Linked DNA regions of Mus musculus: region 1 is linked to region 2. Evidence: chromatin contacts called from public Hi-C data. All regions are on one chromosome and are shown on one strand. Each heading gives the region's core, a stretch centred on a gene start, on an enhancer-like site or on the middle of the called end of the contact. The rest is flanking DNA. Distances are from core to core; before and after follow the strand shown. Region 1 overlaps Fstl1 (follistatin-like 1). Region 2 overlaps Rabl3 (RAB, member RAS oncogene family-like 3).

The links. Hi-C and Micro-C count contacts between places; a contact is called where the count stands out from the background.
Region 1: a contact with region 2 is called in a Hi-C map of cortical neurons, with 4 times the contacts expected there. The contact joins two enhancer-like sites. A contact is called at or near these places in 2 of 484 Hi-C or Micro-C datasets (both in cortical neurons) and 1 of 9 other capture datasets (adipose tissue).

Annotation. Positions count from the first base shown.
Region 1 is chr16:37,812,710-37,818,127 of GRCm38.p6, forward strand. It overlaps Fstl1 (follistatin-like 1), which reads left to right. Exons shown (of 11, transcript NM_008047.5): 3 at 2,997-3,101. Among named protein-coding and RNA genes, the nearest start is that of Gm41452, 34 kb to the right of the region's middle. Within about 2 kb of position 1,817, at least 176 of the 459 cell types and tissues checked have an H3K27ac peak or open chromatin away from gene starts, as enhancers often do. A contact at or near this core is called in cortical neurons, where this site is marked.
Region 2 is chr16:37,562,396-37,568,240 of GRCm38.p6, forward strand. Rabl3 (RAB, member RAS oncogene family-like 3) reads left to right here. Exons shown (of 8, transcript NM_001042499.1): 5 at 1,221-1,371; 6 at 4,925-4,996. Among named protein-coding and RNA genes, the nearest start is that of Hgd, 15 kb to the right of the region's middle. Within about 2 kb of position 3,221, at least 15 of the 459 cell types and tissues checked have an H3K27ac peak or open chromatin away from gene starts, as enhancers often do. A contact at or near this core is called in cortical neurons, where this site is marked.

The DNA.
Region 1 (5,418 bases), core at 567-3,066, 250 kb after region 2:
CAGGGGTTGCTGGGCCCTTTGCATTTTGCATCCTGTCAGTTCGGCACTGGCGTACCTTTCCACTGTCAATGAGACAGGGAAGAATGGGGACATGACAGTCCAAGGTGACAGTGACATCATTTCGCAGGGGAAACTGAAAATAAATCACCCCCTGTAGTGACAGTCGCTTCCTGTTACACAGCACATGGCGCGGCTCAGTTAATTCTCAAGACAATTCTAACCTTCAATGTTTTATGTCTGCACCCAAGGAAGGGGGTTGCAAGAGAATACTCGTGGCAGATAAAGAAGGGGGCTGGGTATGAGTGCTGCATATGGGATCTAAACGCCTTACACTTGCTATTGTAACATCCATATTCCCATTATAGTTTCCCTAACCTTAATGCATACGGATGTAAGAATCAACCAAACATAAAGGAATCATTTGCCTTTGGTTGGAGGAACATCCAACTCTATCGCTTTTTGTTACTGGGCCTCTCAAGTCAGCTTTCCTACCTGTAAAAGAGGGATAATATGACTCTGGAATTAGGAACATATAGAGCGCTTAAGTAGCACCAACCATAGTAGGTCACTTTGAGGGAAGCCAGGTGTTTACAAATGGATTCTTAGTTACCCGTGGGCTGAATAGAGGTTTCTCTCTCTCTCTCTCTCTCTCTCTCTCTCTCTTTTTAGTTTGGGGAACTTAGGCAAATTATTTGACCTTTTGGGGCCTCAAATTGCTCGTTTGTAAAATGGAGCTAATAATCATATGCATGCTCTTCTCAGGTTAGCCATGCAGTAAGGTGAAATGCTGTGTGTGAAAACATTCACGTTTTTAATTGCACTCTTCAAGTACTAGTTGTTAGGGTGAAAGAAAAAGGTGTTCTCCTCCAAACATAACGTCAGTGAGCTACCTGTGCAAATGACTTGGGTTGAATTCAGATTCCACATAATAGTGTTTATTAGGAATATTTACCACAGTAGGAGAGAAGAGGGGGTAGCTCATTGGGTAAAAACACTTGTAGCCAGGCCAGAGGGCCAGAGGTCAATCTCTGGAACTCACCCGATGGAAAGAGAACCCCCCCCACACACACACACACACCCAAAAAGCCATCCTCTGACCTCCACAAACTTGCCCTGACTGGTGTGCCCCTCCCACACACCAATAACTAAACAATAAACATGCACATGAGACAAGATGAGGCTCTGAACTCGGCAGGATCTTCTGCAAGCAGCCCTGTAAGGTGTCCCCTTGATCATGCTCGCCCCCTCCCCCACCCACCATTTTCTCCTGCCCCACAGACGAGGAGATGTGTAGTTTAAAGGATCAGAGGGACTAGTTAAGTACACACTGGGAACATTTGAGTTTTTCCTTGAATGCAGACATATGCCAAAGCTCACTGATTTGTGCATTTGTGTATCTTCAGCTCCTGTGATAGGCCCAGGGGTTAAAGTGTTCAGCTCAGGGAAGTTGAAGAGGCCACTGGAATTGTCTTTTATAACAATCAGCACTGTCTTTTTCTATTCCCTTCTGGCTCTGCTTTTTGCTCGGAGACACAGCTCCCACAAGAGGGAGAGCCCTGTCTGTCTGAAGAGTTTGCTCAATTTTATTCCCCCTCTCTGTTTAGGAAACAAAGATCTAAATCCATCCTCCACCCTTCTGGGAATTACTTCCTCTTTTCTTCACTGTCTGCCAGCTTTTTTGAATTCTCCTTAGCAACATTTTAAAAAAAAAAATTAGTTTAGCAACAGCATTTAAGCCAATGAGATCTGAGCATGCAAATGAGTTCTAGACCAATGAGAGCTCTGCATGGCAGGCAAGGGGGCTTATGGGAGACAAGAATAACCTGGAGTTTGCAGAGCAGCCTCCAAGTGGCAGCAGAGCAGCTATTATGGACCCATCACCTCTCAAGCCTCTACTTTGTTTCCGTGTGTGTGTGTGTGTGTGTGTGTGTGTGTGTGTGTGTGTGTGTGTGTGTGTGTGTGTGTCTGGTTCCCCCGTTTAAAACATTTACTGTTACAGTAAGCCTTGTAGGTATGAGTTCTTTAGATACACTGTAGGCAAGGGCTGGAAATGTGGACTTTGCTGTTACCCAAGTCATTCGTAGGCCTCTTCTGTCTTTGTTGTTTTGTAACCAGCTCCAGCCCAGTCGTCTAAGGCCTGGAAGCCTTGGGTGATTCAGCCAGCCCAGCCTGGCGGAACAGAGGCCCCGGGGGAATCCCTGTCTTTGTTTATCCACCACTACCACAGAGCTGGGGGGTGAATGTCGTGGGAGTAAAGGAATGTACCACCAACAAACTGGTCCTATCACAATCCACATGTGGCATACAGACCTTCCTCTCCCTGCAGTTCTGTAACATCTGTCTGAACAGGAAACCTGACCAGCAAGAAGCTTGGGGGCCATACTCTTTTTGGAGTGGGTTTGGTCCTCTTCATCTTGTAGCCTGGGTACACACAGAGAGTGGCTGGATATCATAGCATATCCACATGGTGACCATCCTTCGGTCCTTTCAGATGGTATTGCAGTAAATACCTTGGTGTTAAGATGTCTGGATGTGTCTCCAGTGTTTCCATTTCTTCCTAGCTTAGACTTCTCATCCTTAAAGAGACAGTTAAGGTGTGGAATCTTCAGAAAGGGCCATCTGATTCTCCCATACACCCCTGCTCCCCAGAGCACCCACTGTGGCCCTTCCGTATATGTGTTCCTCCCTGAGAGTCACAGAGTTCATGAGATCAAAGATTGCCCTGTGTAGCTCTAGCCCTTAGCATAGTGCTGGCTTTATCACAAATGCTCAAACCGTATTTTTTTTTAATGAGGAAGGATGCAAGAAAGTCACTCTTCACAGGGGAACAATCTTCAGTGCCTGTACCTGAGCCAGAACAATGCCTGTGAGTCTGATGCTAAAAGATAACTTTTGGCACACGGAAGCCCCAAGCCTGAAAGGTCATTACCACCAATGTTTCATCCTGTGATGGGCTCATCTCAGTAACGTGGCATCCTTTATGATCTGTGTTTTAGGAGGAACCTAGAAGCAAATCCAAGATCTGCGCCAATGTGTTTTGTGGAGCTGGCAGGGAATGTGCCGTCACAGAGAAGGGGGAGCCCACGTGCCTCTGCATTGAGGTGAGTCCTGGTGTCAGGCATGGGGGGTGCTGACTGTTTAGGGGGTCCTTGAGAACTTGCTCAGTAGGAGATGCGCTTGCTGCCATCACAGCCTCAGGACCTACACAGATGACTGGCATGGCAGCAGGAGGCACTGACCGCAGTGCTGGGCGAGAGGAGGCAAATCCATGGAGTTCACTGACTAACCATTCCAGCCAAATCATGAGCTCCAGGCATAGTGATAACTCTATCTCAGAAAGTTATACTGAAAACAACCAAGGACAACACAATATGGATCTTTGGCCTCAATACATACATGAACACCAAAAAAGAAAGAAAAAGAAAAAAAAAGAAAAAAAAATGATGTTAACAAGAAAATAGAACCAGTCTGGTTGTCCATCAGCATATGAACAGATGATGGAAATGTGGGACATATAGACAATGAATAATTATTCAGGGCTGGAGAGATGGCTCAGTGATTAAGAGCACTGACAGCTCTTCCAGAGGTCCTGAGTTCAAAGAGGTCCTAGGGGCTCACTACTATCTGTAATGGGATCCAATGCCCTCTACTGGTGTGACAGTACGCTCACATACATAAAATAATAGTTTTTAAAATGATATAAAAAGAAATATTATTTATCTTTAAAGAAAAATGAAATGTGTAGGAAAATAGATGGACCTAGAAGGTGTACTATTAAGTGAGATGATTCAGGCTCAGGAAGAAAAACAAAACGCATGTTCTCCTTCCCATGTGGATCCTAGACCACACATATAACACAGAGAGGTGTACAGGAGGGTACAGTTGAGGTTGAGAGAGGAAGGGGTGCTACGATGCAGTCATCGGTGAGGTAGGATGGACAGAGGGACGCATGAGTCATGAAAGGATGTACATCAATATTTTGTCTAGTTTCTAGTCTGTCATAGTTTCTACCTTTTGAATTTTGGGTTTATTTGTTTTTGTGCTGCATCTGAAGGAGCAAGAATTGTGTAGTTTTCCATACGAATCCAACGTGTGTCCATCCTTTGAGATAGTGGTTGTGATAGTTGAACAATCTTTGTAATTCCACTGACTGCTGGTGTAACAAGAGGTCACATGGCTAGTCACAAGTATATTCGTCACATTGACCCACTTTGAAAAAGTGACCTAAAAAAAATGTTCTGAGGGGAGACTCTGTAAGAGTAAATGGTTCCTTTTTTCCTTCAACTTAAAACTCTATGAAGTCACTCCATTGCAGTGTTACTTAATATGTAAACTGTATTGCAATACATGAAATTAGGTATGGTATTACATTTTAAACTTTTCTTTAAATTAAAAAGTTACTAATTGTTTGTGTGTTAAATAGCATAGGTATTTAGACATTTGTACTAATGGCGCTCAGTTCTCATTAGTCTTAGGTAACTGGCACTAACAACTTTTCTAAACACTAGACTTTCCCCTATCTATTTTATACAAAATAACATTTCCACACATAGGTCTGTGCAATTTACTTTGCAGCCTTTGGTGGGCCATGGAAGCCACCCATATCAGCATAGATTTTTTTTTAGCTCATTTTAAAACAACTGTGTAATATTTAGAAATGTAAATTTATTCATTCATTTCCTAAGAGATGGATATTTAAGTAGTTCTCTGGGGTTGTTTACCACAACAATAGTATCATTTTACAAATACCCTTTATTTTTTAGAATTGATGGCCACTGGGCACCTTCTGGGTCAAAGGGTATGCAGATTTTTAAATTATCAGACAGAGTGTCAGCTTTGAGTTTTGTTTTTAAATGGCATTTGAAAGGCAAAATAAGCCTTGAGAAGTAAGCAAGACTTTAATAAATCTTCATTCTTAATATGAATGTGAATACAATGGCCATGGGCTTTTCTCTTCTCCCTTCTATCAAGCTGCCCTGTATCCTGGAAATGGGTTAGACCCTAACTTATTGCATTTAAGGGAAAATGTACCAACTTGAAACCTAAAACCTGATCCTGTTAGGATCCCTTCACGCTGGAGGTCTGCATTAGAAGTATGTATGCTACCATATGGTAACATTAATTAGACTAAAAATCTGACTTCTAGGCTCAGCTTGTCCATGGTAATTGTGTGATTCTAAGCAAATTCCCAGGAGTTGCTGTAATACCCATGTTGGTTTTGCCTAGTATGGAAAACTTGGTGAGCAACAGTAGTAAATGCCAGTTCGGTGAATAAGTGCAGTCCACCTTTCTTACCTTGAAAGGGTCGGAGTCACTTCCTGGCTCAGAACTCTGCTTCTTTTTATAGCTGTTTTTGTTTTGTTTTGTTTTTTTCCCCTTCATACCTCAAGTAACTCTAGTGTGCCTACAAGCCGAATG
Region 2 (5,845 bases), core at 1,971-4,470:
AATAATCCTGAAGGGTGGTACCCTGAAAACCTTATTCTCTATAATTTAAATTTCAATCCAAACCATGTCTCCCAAGTGAGGAGTATGTAGGTAACCAGGTACTAGTTCATAGGCCTTGAACTTGTGTTGGTTTCCATACAAATAAAACAGATATGTAAATTCAAAACAACTCTGTTCTGAGACACAACTACAGCTGAGGCTCTGCAAGATGAGTGTGAAAGGTGGGGAGACCTAGTGAGTGACCCTCTCCGCCCAGCTCAGTTAGAGTGCTCCAAAAGACAGAGGAGTGCTAAGCCGGAAAAGGAGCCGCGCTCCAGTGGGTTTTATTGATTGGATTATACAGCATCGATTGTTCAAAAGCAGGTTTGCTGACTGCTGTAAATTGAACTTATAACGTGTTAGAAGTCTAGATCTACTTTGCTTCTAATAGGCAAATAGAATTTCAATTAATTAACAACAGTGGACTTTATGTTCCTTTCAGTAGTGAGAACTATCATTTGTAATTGCTACTCAATCCTTTGGGTAAAAATGGGAAGAAACTGAATTATAATAGACCCCCTTCTAACACTAAGAGATTCTGATGGCCGATCCTCTGTCTCTTATGACTGTCATGTAAGGATAATTCTTTGGTACTGGTCGTCTTGCCTTTTAGAATCATGCTTTTAACATTTCAGCAGTTTTCCTCCGCTTCCATCCAAGCTGTGTCTCACTCAGGCGCCGCTTCCCCAGCTCTTTTCACTCTGAAAAGGTTTTTTTAATTACTCATAGCCAGGAATACATATGCAAGCTGGAGGATTTGTGCATGAAGTGCCTGCATTCCTTGCTAGGCTCCTGGGTTTTCCACACACTGAGCTTTAAATCTACTTCCTTCTTTCACACTGAAAATTTTTGAAGCTGTTACCTACTGAAGACACTGCATTATGGACACTTGAGTCACATGATCATGGTGTACTTGGTAGGCCCTCAGCCATCCTAGTTATCTGCTATAAAGAGACACAGAAACAGACTTTGAATAATAAGATGAAGAGTTGGAATTCAATAGATGATGGGCTGATCATGAAGATACATTAAAGATAGCAGGAGAAAAAAGATTTATAGGTGACGATGAGCAGCAATAAGTTAATTATCACTAAAGTTGTGTAAGCACCTTGCATTTAAAGAATACACATCTACGTTGGGAAGGTAAATTCTATTCTCCTCTTCATGGTTATTTACCACAGGGATTATGACCGAGAACAGTTTGCTGATAACCAAATCCCACTGTTGGTAATAGGGACTAAACTGGACCAGATTCATGAAACCAAGCGCCATGAAGTTTTAATCAGGACTGCTTTCCTGGCTGAGGACTTCAATGCTGAAGAGATTAATTTGGTATGTACTTTCACCAATGTGTGTCTAGGTTATATTCTAGGCAAAGCAGCTTTATACTCAAATCCGCAGCTCACCAATCCAGAACAAATCAGAGTCAGCCTGTCTAGACTATCACATGAAGGTCTCTTTCACTTTGAACTTGTACACTGGGCTGTTGGAATCCTCAAGCTATATTCTGCGAATAGTACAAATCATAGCCTCTTTTTTGAAAAAACTTAAAAAGCATACCAAACTCAAAATAATCCTATCAATTAAGGCATACATTGGTTATTGTTGTTTTTGGAAGAAAAAAAAAAAGCTCTTAATCCCAGCACTCAGGAGGCAGAGGCAGATGGATCTCTGAGTGAGTTCCAGGAGACAGAGAAAGCCTGTCTCAGAAAACCAAAATAAAATAAAATAAGTAAAATGAAAGAAAAAAACCTCTTAACTGCTTACCACAACTGCTTAATTTGAAGGGCACACAAGCAGATGTATGAGGAAGTTGCACACTGTAAACCAGGAATGTGTCATAAGGACTGATGTATATAAAGTCTTACATATAGAAACTCTGTGATAGCTAGCTTAATTAGAACAGAATGCTAACGAGCTAGGAAACAACGCATATAAACCAATTCCCACTCCCCAGAACAAGACCTCGCCCGCAGCCTCGGAGGTGGAGATGAGTTATCGATGCTCATAAGCAGGATTGCCACGCTGTCAGTACACTGTTGTTCAGGTGTGCAGTGCTGACTGAGCCAGTGGCCAGCACTTGGAGGGCAGCTGTTCTCCAGATGCAGTTGTAAGGTTTACAGGTATCACATCACACGTAATGTAGGTACTTCTAGCTCCATTTTAAAGATGAAGTCAAATAAGGCGCTCCGACTATACAACTTAAGTCCCTTTCCCACTTGATTACCCTTCAACTAAGATTTAAAATGAAGGTGCTTTGAAATCATTTATATCAACAGTTACCCAAAGCTCACTGCATAGTTATATTACCAACAGCACCTATGAATGTTTATAATGACTGCTCTTCAAGTCAGAGCTTTGTGCTCAGAATGCTGGCAGGAGCTCACTGTTAATGCTTTGTTTTGTAATGTGGTACTGAGCCTTACACATGAGAAACACTTTACCACTGAGCTGGAGCCTCCGCCAGATCATTCAAGTGAGTCTGATACCTTTTGCTCAGTGAATTAACATCTGTAAACATTGCCTCTACCTGTCTGGTTCAGTCTCTGCCTGCCCTCCATTGTTTCTTATATTTTATTGTACAGTGGAATGTGCCCCCTGTTTGCATTTACCACCATGGAATGGTCAATGTAAATACCCCGGTAGTCAGTGTTGGATCCTAGTGCTCAAGTGGCTCCCTACCATATAGATTATAAAAGTGTGCTATCTCTGTAGATTAGTGCTGCAGTGACTTTATTTGCACATTATTTGCCATTAAATATGCATGTTTAGTTCCAGTAGTAACTTGAATATGTTTCTGAATGTATCTTTGTCTAGTGCCTACTGGTGTCTCTGACAACCAGCTAGACACATTATTTGTCCTTATCTTACAGAGGCTAGGCCGGCTTCAGCTGTTAGCAAAACCAAAAGATAAGCAGTAGGACAGTCTCCCAAGGACTTACATATGACATGTCTTTAGTTTGTCAGTGTGTCCTTTCACAACACAACAGAAACAATACTAGAAGTGGCTAATGAGGATACAAAAAATTAAAGTGCAGGAAGGCAGATGAATATGAGAATTGAAAATAGAGTCAGACAAGCAAACGTAGAACCTCAAACTGAGACTAATATGGTGGTAGCATTAGTGCTAGCTCACCATTACGCCTACAAAGAAGCCTGAATCCAACACACATGTATCAAGAGTGGAGTCAGGATTTCTCTATGCCTTTGTAAATGCAAATTATTTAACTAAAAGTAGGCACTAGGGTTATTACGTATATAGTCTATTTTCTCATGTGTGTTTATTTAGTTTCTGGTCGTTTTCCACATTCACACAAGCTGTTTAGAGCTTCTGATTTTCAGGCTCTCCCTCAGCCATGATCAATGGCAGATGGCTTTTTCAGCTCCAAAATTTTCATCCTAAAAAGGATGTAGTTTCAGATTTCCTGCTCAACCTAAATTGTGGAGCCCAGTAGTTAATTTTATGGGGGAGATGGCAACTTGTTTGATTGCCATTTGATTTAGGGTTTTTTTTTATTTAGTAATTTTAACTCTTACTTAGAGTCGTCATTAAATGTTCTGATGAGGTAATCAATAACCATTTCGCAAAACCATCTAATGCAGGTCTAAGGTTGATTTCTCATCTGTCCCAACTGGTACAGAAATGTGTTCAAACATTATTGCAAATTCAGCAGTGTGTACACGGTGAGATACCCGGGTAGTTAATCCACACATGGGATTATCTGTATTAAATTAAATGTTTCTGTGCTTGAAAATTCAGTCTGATAGCATTTGTAACAATGAGAAAGAGAACTGATGCCCCAGTGCCTGCTGTGTGACAGGCGTGCAGTACCTCTTTGCATTTCACAAAACTCTGAATAGAATCATCTCCGTTTCACAAATGAGTAAGCCCAACTTTAGAGCCATAATGACTTAAGCAGGGTACACAATCTGGAAACGTTGGCACAGATACTTGAAGACAGAGATTACTGGCCTCCAAGATGCTGATTCCCCTAGTATTTTATGATCTTTGGAAACTATTGTAATTATAAGCAGTTAGCCCCCTTTCCTACCTCCCCACTCCTGGCGGGGGGGGGGGGCGGGGGGGGTGAGAACTGTTATAGTTGCTGCCATTGTTTAAAGGGCAATCCTTGAAATGCTGTGTTGACATTGCTACTAAATGGATTAGAAGGAAATATGTGGGCCTGGCTGTTACAGCAAGAATCATTTCAGAAACTGCTCAAGAGGCACGGAGGGCCCACAGATGCTTGCAAGACACTTATCTTTATGAAGGAGTCTGAATGATACCTGTACAATTTGGTCTTGGTGGCATTTGAGGTAAAGATCAAAGCTGACTCGCTGTTATTTACAAGGTGTTGTGATGACTTAGTGTCCCAGGCTGTGCAGCCTCCTCTGAGCTCTGTGCTTCCTACGTAAAGAATCTTCCTAGATAATATATCTATTATTATCAGAACCAGTATGCCTTTTGTTATATGAAGAAAGGGAGAAATTCCTTACAACTGTTTGTTCTTTGGCTAAATCTTATTTTCATGTTTCCAACTATTATACAGACTGCATAGTTCTTAACTCGTTAAACACTTAGTCCCTGGTCTGCAGTACGTGTTTACATAAATCCTGTTGATGTGATTTTGTTAACATATGCAGGTCACCTGATCAGTCCCTTGGTTTTGTTAACAATATGCTAGTAATTAATGATGGGTGTGTGGAGTTAGTATCCTCCAATATTGCTCAGATGACAGGACTAAATGGCTGCACCTTCTTTGCCTTCCTGCTCACGTATCATAATCTGAGTATTGCTTTGTATTTTGTGAGCATTCCGATGACTTATACAGAATGGCACTGGAGCCTCACTCCTGGCTTTTCTCTGTGCGCCTTTGTCTTCCAGGATTGCACAAACCCACGGTCCTCAGCTGCAGGCTCCTCCAATGCTGTCAAGCTCAGTAGATTTTTTGATAAGGTAATGGCTTCAATTAAGTTATTTTTAAACTTAACATATGATAGCTTAAACTCTTTGTAGAATGCTGTGTCCTTTTGTTCCTTTGCCCAAAACTTCACAGCCTGAATACCTGTTTTGATCTCTCTTATCTGTTGGAATAATTGCTCAAGGCCTGCTGACGTACTTACTCCATCGCTAGCGCTCTCTAAGCAAAGAGTAAAGGCTATTGGATTGAGTGGGGGTTCTTAAAAAGATAGGAGTCTTCCTCAAAACAGTTTATAGTCAGCTGTTGTTTAGTGCTTTGTGTAATTACGTCTCTCCAGAGGCACCGAACAGAGGTTAAAGCCCTTTATTCTCTCAGCTATGAATATTTTCCATGTAAATGTCGCTATTACTTTGTAAAGCTAAGCTGTCTCCTGGAGTCTGTTGTTTCCCTGTGAGGAACATCTGCACCCTCCTGACACTGAGCTGGAGCCCTGCTCATCTGCATCTCCAGGCTATGCAGCTGCCTTACCTCCTGCCCATTTCGCATAGCAGCGCAATATAGGACTTTGTTCTGCATGAATTACTGAAAAAAATCATCTCTATGTTAGGTCTAGTCAATGCTGGAAAAATTGCTCAATGGTTAAGAGCAGTTGCTACTCCTTCAAAGGACTCAGATTTAGGTCTCCAAACCCACAGAGAGCTGCTCACAACCACCTGTGACTCTAGCACCAGCGATCCACTACCCTCTTCTGGCCTCTGTGGTGCACATGCAAGCAAGCAGGTACACACACTGCACATATACATATAAATAAACATAAAATAAATAAAGTTTTAAAATTACAGATGTTCCTTATGGAATATATATATATCCAGTAGGGGACTGTG